Linked DNA regions of Oryctolagus cuniculus: region 1 is linked to region 2. The links are chromatin contacts, called in public Micro-C maps. All regions are on one chromosome and are shown on one strand. The core of a region is the stretch at or near the end of the contact, and the rest is flanking DNA. Distances in the headings are between cores, read along the strand shown. Region 1 overlaps LOC103350930 (a long non-coding RNA gene). Region 2 has its middle 160 kb from the start of IRF2BP2.

What was found. A called contact is a pair of places that touch in the nucleus more often than the background predicts.
Region 1: a contact with region 2 is called in a Micro-C map of ear pinna, with 2.5 times the contacts expected there. The contact joins two enhancer-like sites. A contact is called at or near these places in 2 of 6 Hi-C or Micro-C datasets (ear pinna and skin fibroblasts).

Annotation. Positions count from the first base shown.
Region 1 is chr13:54,347,526-54,351,922 of mOryCun1.1, forward strand. All of the region lies in intron 1 of LOC103350930 (a long non-coding RNA gene), which reads right to left. Among named protein-coding and RNA genes, the nearest start is that of TOMM20, 49 kb to the right of the region's middle. Within about 2 kb of position 1,941, at least 6 of the 8 cell types and tissues checked have an H3K27ac peak or open chromatin away from gene starts, as enhancers often do. A contact at or near this core is called in ear pinna, where this site is marked.
Region 2 is chr13:54,068,273-54,072,761 of mOryCun1.1, forward strand. No RefSeq gene overlaps it. Among named protein-coding and RNA genes, the nearest start is that of IRF2BP2, 160 kb to the left of the region's middle. Within about 2 kb of position 2,234, at least 5 of the 8 cell types and tissues checked have an H3K27ac peak or open chromatin away from gene starts, as enhancers often do. A contact at or near this core is called in ear pinna, where this site is marked.

The DNA of each region.
Region 1 (4,397 bases), core at 691-3,190, 280 kb after region 2:
AAAATGCACAGAATGAACCCCACGCGGCACCATGGAGCTGAATGATGAGATGCCAGGAGACTCCCCTGGATATAACACATTCATTCGCTGCACCTGTGTGTAGACCTGCACGTGGAAGCTACATTGTACTGATGGCTGCACGTGGATCCTCAAGTGAGACCCCCACGGCAGGCACGGGTCGTTTTCTTTGATCCAAGACCTTTTCTGGCCTCCTGTTTAAGGAGGAAGAATTAGTGAGCCTCTCAAAGTTGAATGCTGAATCAGTGACAAAAAAGAATCCCCACCCTGCTACCTACTGGAACCTTCTCTAATCAGTGGCTCCTGTGGCTCACAAGGGCCCATCTCTGTTTAGAAAGGAACTGCTGACCTTTTAACCTTCCACTCTTATCAACCCAAAGAGGAGCAGCTCTAGGGTCCTTCCCCGCCCACAGGCAATAAGATCACCCTGGGGGACAGGGGTGGCTGGAGAGGAGCGGGCAGAGGGGCTGGCAGAGGGTGTTCAGCACGACAAGCCGGGTTTAGTCTGCCAGCAGTATTCACAGAGGCCTCCTCCAGCTCCGTTAGCAGAGGCCTGGTCCTCCTTGAAAAATGTGGGGGTTAGGCCCTGGGAGGCTCAGATGAATTAAACTCCAACGGCAGCAGACCCCCCTGCACCCTTCTTCTGCATGATCTGAGAGGGAGAGGGAGAGTTGATGCAAGGCAGATGCCCAGCCCCTGTTGCAGCCTCTCCGACTCACCATGGCCAAGGCCCTCCTCTTCATTGCCCAGGTCTCCCCCATCTCAGTGCACAACTCCACCTTCCAGTCCACACCAACACCTAGAAACCACCCTGCACTCCTCCCACCTTCACACCCCACATCCACGAAAGCAGGTCAACGCGACCTTCCCAAAACGTCCTGAATCCTGACCACATACAGCCTGGTGCCCAGCGAGGTCCTCCCTACATAACCAGGCCCTGCTCAGGCCATCCCTCCTCACCCCCCAGGAGCAGGGTCCTCCTCCCTGACTTTCGGGCCAGGCCACTCTCGTGCCCCTGTCAAGGCCTTTGTAGCAGCTGTTCCTGCCCCCTGGAGTGCTGGCTCCCCAGCTCTGGCTGCTTCTCACCATTCAGGATTCGCTTTTATAGACTCCTTCTCTGGCCCTCTATTCAAAGCTGTTCCTCCCTCCTTCCCCTTTAGCCAACCTCTGTCTCATCGTGCATTCTTATTGTCCTTTTAGCACATGTCGGTGTCGGAAACGATTCAGCCTCATTTTCAGTGTTGACTATCTGACTCCTACAAGCACCACAGGGGCGAGGCCATGTCACTCACCACTGTCTCCCCAGTGCTTGGAACAATGCCTGGGCCAGACAGGGTCCTCAGAAAGTATGTGTCCACTCCCTCCGAGAGGGCAGGAACTGGAAAGGAACTGAGCACGCCAGAGTACACCGACACCTCCCCGGGTCACCAATGGCCAGTTTCGACACCTCGGACCGCAGGGCACATGACGAGTCCCTGCCGTGGTGGCTGAGGCCTCTCTGCACTGGGGGAGAGGCCCTGGCCTCTTCCACTCTGGCCTCCTTCTCTGTGGCACCGCCCTGCTCCCCACAGGAGCTGGAGACAGGCACGGGTTGGCCCTAGCCCTCCACGTCCCAGAGCTCTGGCAAAGAGTGCCTTCTCCCTTTCTTGGCCTCACCACCAGGACAGACAAGCTTTTCCATTTCCCCATCTGCAAGACAGGGACAAAGAATGCTTTGTCACCCCACCTACTTCTCACGGGTGTTAGGAAATGACTGTTTGCTCGGAAAACACTTTGAGCAACTTGGGCAAAGGTGCCCATGGCTCAGATGACGCCTGCTGCCTTCGATCCAGGCCAGGGAAGGCTGTGCCAACCAGTCATCCGGTCACTGCCGCACCCCTGAGGGGCGGGAGGCAGGCACGGCGGCCTCTCCTGTGTCACCAAGGCTGCATCACCAAGCCCTCTGGCCGTGCTGTCGTCCCAAATATGCCCATGCGGGGTGTGTGCATGCACTCCTGGAGCTGCCCAGCCCACTGATTTCAGCAGAATATGAGCCTTCCGTAGAACTGGACCACGGCCCCCAGACGCCCAGCCTGCCCTTTCGCCGGGAAGGGCAGCTGAGGGTTACCTGGGGATAACCTATCTGAGCTCCTGCCATGCGAGGCAAGGCTGCAGCCTCAGTGCCAACCTCCCAGGCAAGTGGCCTTGGCTCCCAGCCCGAGGAGGGCAGAGCATAACCTGCAGGCACACAGGTGCCCCCTTCACCAGATCTGGGGCTCAGAGCCAACCACAGTGGCAGCGGCCCCCTCGTTACCATGACAACCAGACCTGGCAACCAGCACTCTGCCCCCCAGAGGCACTGTCCCCGGCGCTGACCACACATATCCCAGGGCTGCCTGGAGCAGCCCAAGACTGAGGGTAGAGAAGGGTTGGGACACAGGCAAACCGAGGGCCAACGTGGCACGGCCACCATGGGCAGCAGCAAAATCTTAGCTTCAGCCCGGACTTTGGACTCTGAGCCCCAAGAGGTCTTTGGCCCTGCGGAATCCAACCAGGGCCACTGCTTCAAAATAAACCACACTCCAGAAAGGCGACTTAGCAGGGCACTGAGCAGACGGTGAACAACAGACTGTGTGCGTGTTTAATTATAACTCTCCCGAATAGGAAGGACTGGCTATATACAGTGCGTCTGCCTGTTACTAATTATATTTACTTTCAAACCGAGAGGGGGGACTCTTCTGCAGATGAGTCAGAAAAAAAGCCCTTGATTGTTCCGAGAGCAGAGGAAGGCCTCCTGAGGGTGCCTGTAACAGCGCCGTCGCCGCCTGACAATGGAAAACCTGAGCGCTGAGCCAGCCAACCCGAGTCAACACCTCCTGGTAGCTTTCCTGGCCCAGCGTCCCTTCAAGTCAGTGCCTGAACTGCATACCAAATTGCAATCGATAGGACAGGCCAGGAGCAGAGGTCTGGCCCTGATCGGCCAGCCCACACAGACAGGGTGCCTGTGCATTGGCTGTTACCTCTATGGGGAGGCAGCATTCCAGCTGAAACCAGCAAAGGTCTGTCCCTCACTGGAGGGAAAGCATTCTGACCAGATGGCCAAAATGAAAAGGTGTCCCTCCCCAGCCCCCGACCTCGGCCTCGGCACACACAATGATGTTATTAATCGCAACACCGGGACCAGCTTGAGTCACCCAAGGTCACCACCAAACCCGAAATGATCACCCCCATGCACAGCACAAGTCATCTGTGCCTGGGAAGTGATTCGGCTATTGCACTATGCTGTTTGATTTTAGGTAGACATGGTCTCACACACACATACACACATACACACACACACACACTCACAGCTCTGCCTATCTGCGTCTTTGACATCTGCACAGGTTAGGTGCATGTGATCTTTTGAGGCGGCCTGATCAGCAGACCCAGTCAGCCATCAGCTGCCTCCTCCTACACCACCTAGACCACACAGGCTGCCCTGCCCCCGCCCTGAATGTCCACCATGGAGTAAGCTGTAAAGGCAGTGGCCCAAGCTGTTCAAAGTCGCACTGTTCGGAATGACTTTTCCAATCATTTTTAAAATAGTCACACTTGTTTTGTTTGACTTCTTCCAGGAAGGCTGCACTGTTTTGGAAAAGGAGGGGGAGGAAATTAAAAAAAAAAAAAAAAAGTGAGCTCACTTCCTGAGTCTTTTCAGTATTTCCTCAGAGACAGAGCATGGAGAAGCTGTGAACAGAGGGCAGAGCGGTCAGAGGCGGGCAGCCCTCGGGCAGCGAAGACGGGCACTCGAACCCTCCAAATCTGGTCTTCACAAGCCAGCTGCAGAGAAGCTGGGCTTAGCAACAAGACAGCACAGGAAGACCTCGGAGAGCAGCAGCTCCCTCCCACGCCACCCCAGACCATGCTCCAAGAAAATACGTCTAGGTCCGCTTTGGAATTTGGAATCAGTTTCCCTGTTTGCCCAGGCAAGGTTGAATTTTTCAATGAGATCATCCAGAAGAGAAGGCAGGAAGTGGACCTGGGAGGCTGATAATTTGAGACCTTGGAAAGAGCTGGGAGGGCAGCCAACATTTGTCAGAGTGCCTGGTCACACGTGCTTTGTTACCCACTCCTCATGGCCTCCCCAGGAAGCAAGTGGTGCACCCACTTCACAGGCAGGGCTGGGAGAGGTGAAGCAGCAAACCCCAAGGCACCCACCCATTCACACAGACCATGGCAGCCCTGGGGCTGTCTGCTCGCTCAGGTGTCTGCAGTCAGCTTGCTGGGTGAGCTGGCCCACGTGGACCACGTGGACAACTCCCACTAGAAGGAACACTTTGTGAAGATGGGGACTTATTCACAGATGTATCCAGTACCAGGCACAATGCCCAAGCATGGTAGCTGCCCAGTGTTGAAAGAAT
Region 2 (4,489 bases), core at 984-3,483:
GTATTACATGGGACGTACTTTTAAAAAATATGATAGTTAAGGGCTGGTGTTGTGGTGCAGCAGGTGAAGCCGCTGCCTGTGATGCCAGCATCCCACATGAGCACTGCCTTGAGTCCCAGCTGCTCTGCTTCTGCTCCAGCTCCCTGCCAATAGGCCTGAGAAAGGAAGGGAAGACGGATCAAATATTTGAGCCCCTGATACCCACATGAGAGACCCAGATGGAGTTCAGCCTGGCCCAGCCCCAGACATTGCAGCCATTTGGGGAGTGAATCAGCAGATGGGAGATCTGTCTCTTTCCTTGTCGCTCGCTCTCTCTCTCTCAGTAACTGTCTTTCAAATAAATAGATAAATCATTTTAAAAATATGGTATTTAAAATGCATTTGCACTAAATAATTTTTGGTGTTCACCTGAAATTCACATTTAACTGGGTATCCTGTATTTTATCTGGCAAGTTTCTTCCTGGGGTCCACAGAGAGTTCTTGACCACAGTCTAGAGAGTCCATTCTAGCTAACATTGGGCTACATGGAATGTATCATATTGGGGGCGATAGGCCAAAGCAGGAGAAGCCAGAGAGAGCTGACTGTCTCATGGTCCCAGGGCTGAAGTTTCTAAATCCTAACAGTAGCCACATTCTAAGTACAAGGGATATTTTTCAAAAGATCAACATCAGAGGAGAAATGACAGAGATGAGCCTGAGCCAAAGGGCTGCTGGAGGAGCCTGGTCCACCCCAAAGCCCGTGACTTGACCAGAGAAGGAGTAAAGATGGTGGTCACCTTTGGGGACCATCCAAGTGGTCTCAGGCCTATTCCTGTCGCCATATGCTTGATGCCACCTCCTACATTACCTCATTTGAGTGTAATCTGGCTTGATGTTTGCTATCCTTCATGTAGTACAAGCTTCATGTTATTTGAGATCGGTTTAAGAATAATGGAGGGGCTGGCGCTGTGGCATAGCAGGTAAAGCCATTACCTGCAGTGCCGGCATCCCATGTGGGCGCCAGTTTGAGTCCTGGTTGCTCCACTTCCGACCCAGCTCTCTGCTATGGCCTGAGAGAGCAGTAGAAGATGGCCCAAGTCCTTGGGCCCCTGCACCCACGTGGGAGACCCAGAGGAAGCTCCTGGCTCCTGGCTTCAGATTGGTGCAGCTCCGGCTGTTGTGGCCAACTGGGGAGTGAACCAGCAGGTGGAAGACCTCTCTCTCTCTCTCTCTCTCTCTCTCTCTGCCTCTCCTTCTCTGTGTGTGTTAACTCTGACTTCCAAAAAAATAAATAAATCTTTAAAAAAAATAAAGAGAATAATGGAGAAGCCCCAGGCATCAAAAGAACACGATTGAGACTCTCTGCCCTGGACGCTGGAATGGTCCAAGGCATCGCTGAGGCAGAGGCAGGAACGGCAGCTGAGGTCAGGAGTGCCAAGTGTCAGCCACTGAGGGTCCCTTTTCGGAGGATGTGGCTGGGTGGAGGCTGGGAAAAGAGACGCAGCCTGGAAACCAGCCGGGCCGGGAGCCAGGCGTCAGCCGATCCTGGGGGCAGCCCGGGCGTATCGCGTGATTCCCAGAAGACAGAGCACGCGGCCTGCTGGTCTTGGTGACCGGCCCTGAGACTGGGAGTTTCTCCACCTGCCCTGCTCTTACGGAAGCCACATTCCAGTGCCCCGGCCTGGGAGCTTAAACACCCACATGTGGGGTGCCCAGAGAGTTTCATACTTTTGTTCTCTGATTTCCCACTTCACAGAGCTGAGCTGAAGAATCACATGTGGAGGATGGGGAAGTGGGCACTGGAGCCAGTTTAAGAGCCGCCCCCTTCCTACACCCGGCCCCACCTCCAGCTCGGGTTTCTTCCTGGATATCAATTTGTGGCTTTTTATATAAGAAGGCAAATGCATTCTCCAAGCCAGTGGATTGCCCTCCCATGTTTTGACAGTTTGGCGTTGGTCGAAATATCATCAAACTTTTTGAAAACCAAGGGCTTTGAAACTCAATCTCCACACTGTTTACACGTTGTTGCTTTTTTTTTTTTTCTTCCCCTCACGGGTTCAGTTTTTACTTGCTACAGCACAATTAATTCGTACTTCACTTTCTGCACTCAAAACAAACACTGGTTTTAAGCATTCAGCTTTTCTAGCACTGCATAGCTGAGAGTGGAAAAAATACCATCTGAAGCAGGATGGGCTTTTGATGCTGCCTCCTTAGGACACGCACATTTCAAACCACCGCTGGTGAGTCACTCACATTCTGTGCATACCCGCTCTCGGAGGAGCAGGAAGTGTGGGTATTTTAAACCCCGAGGCCACAGAGAAGCTTGCAGATGCTTCTTAAGGAACTCCGGCCGGCACCCAGGGCCCTCCTCGGTGAGGCCTCTGCACATGTGCAGCCCCGAAGCAGTGCGCCAGGCTCTCTTTGTTCGCTCTCCCTGCCCCGGCTTTGCTTTTATGCAAGCAGACTGAGCTAGGGAATGCATAAAACCAACACAAACTTTTTAAAAACAACAAAAGTAATTGGAGCCCTGGGTTGGGGGGGGGAGGTGCGGTTGGTGAGGGGGTGCCGGCAGATGGTGCCACAAGATGTCCTGGGGCGGCTCACTGGGGACCCAGACTTGCGGCTCTGTGGCCAGCAAGAAGTAAAGGAGGCAAGGCCCAGCCAGTGCTTTCACTTCTAAGCCAAGTCATCGCCTTGTGAGCGATGAGGCCTCTTGCTCCCCTCTGTTCTGTACCTCTGAAAGCCAAAGGAACACGTTGGAGAGAAGGGGAGGCAATTGAACTGAACCAAAATGGCTTTAGATGAAAGGTTAAAGAGGGGAGTGGGGGCAGGGGAGGCTTGGGGGAACAAGCCAGATGTTGCAATGAAAGAAGTTATACATGCTAACCTTGTTTGGTGAAGGAAGGAGGCTCCAGGGAGGTTGCTAAAGATCTGTGGGTACTTGGAGCTTCTGAAGAGGGTGAGACCCCAAAGGGAGGCCACAACAATGGCCTGGCACCCAGGGCCTCAAGGGAAGACTGGCATCCAGCACCTCTGTGCTAAGGGATGTCTCCAGAAGCCCCCCCACCCCCCCCGCATAGAACCAGCGGGTGACGTGGGAGGGCGTGGACTCATGGGCCACTCCATTTTATGCTGGAATGTGTTTGCTATTTCTGACAGTTTTCTTCCAGAGATGAAGTCGTCTGGGACATGGAAGCCCAGCCTTGAGCATTTGCAGTCCCGTGATGTGTTAGGGACTCCTGAACCAGTTGGGAGCAGCATGAGCCACAAAAGCCTCCCAAATTATTCTGTAGCACTTCTACTGTTCCAGATGTCAGCTGCCTCCCAACCCGAGCAGACCCAAAAGAATTCGCGGGTGGAATAAAATCCTTGAGTGTTAATAAGCAGCTCCAGAAGAGATCAGATTGCTGGTGGCGTCAGATAATCTTGGAGGGGGTTATCAAGAAACAAGCACATTTCAGAGTGCATTGTGCAAGGACTGTAGGGGGGCCCCCAGCACAGCCCAGGCAATTCTGGAATCAGTCTGGAGCATCTGGAATCAGTCACACAGGCAGCACACAGGACACATAAAGGATAACCCCATGCATCATTTTCCTGATGCTGCTGTAACCAATTAGTATGAAGTTCAAGGCTTAAACAATGCACTTATTATCTTATAGTTCTGGAAGATGGATGTCTGACACAGGTTTGACCTGGCAGATCACAAGGGGTTGGCAGGACTCTGTTCCTTCTATAAGGGAGCCATTCCTGCTTGTAGGGGCTGCCTACAGTCCTTGGCTCGTGTCCTCCTCACTTCACCTAGAGAATCAGCCAGGTGGCACCCCTACACCTTTCTTCTGTAGTCACCCCTCCCTCAGGCTCTCCTTTTCTGCCTCCCTCTGGCTCTTTTTTTAGGGATCCTTGCAAACACATTGGCGAACCCAAGTTACTCCCTTTATCTTAAGGTCTGCCGATTAGCCAATGAGCAGCCTGCATTGCTTCTGCAACCTTCAATCCCCTTTGCCATGGACCCTCGCATGCTCCAAGGTTCTGAGGATTTGGACCCAGACATCTTTGGGGACGATGACTTACTGAGGATCCGTGGTGTCCTTTGTCCACGATTCTCACCAAACACTGAGACATTTCCTTGTTTATCTCCATTGTTTATTTCCTAGAACATTTGACATGGCAATAGCTCTGTGGAGCAGAAATGCCGCCAGATAATAGTGTAATTGATCATAATACCCGTGTACTATCTGCCAGGCATTTTTCTAAGCACCTCATGCGCATTAACTCATCCAATGCTCATGACAGCTCGATGAGGTAGGCACTCTTACTAGCCTCCCTGGACAGATGAGGGAAAAGTACAGAGAATAGCAGTGGATGGCAAAGGGTTAGAACCCAGCCCTCTGGCCCAGGCCTCAGAGGCTTCATTAATCTGAGTAGAAACACACAGGAGCATTGCCCTCCAAATACCAAGGACAAGAAACAAAAGCTAAGTGCCTTCCTGGCCCCTGTTCCCCATCCATCC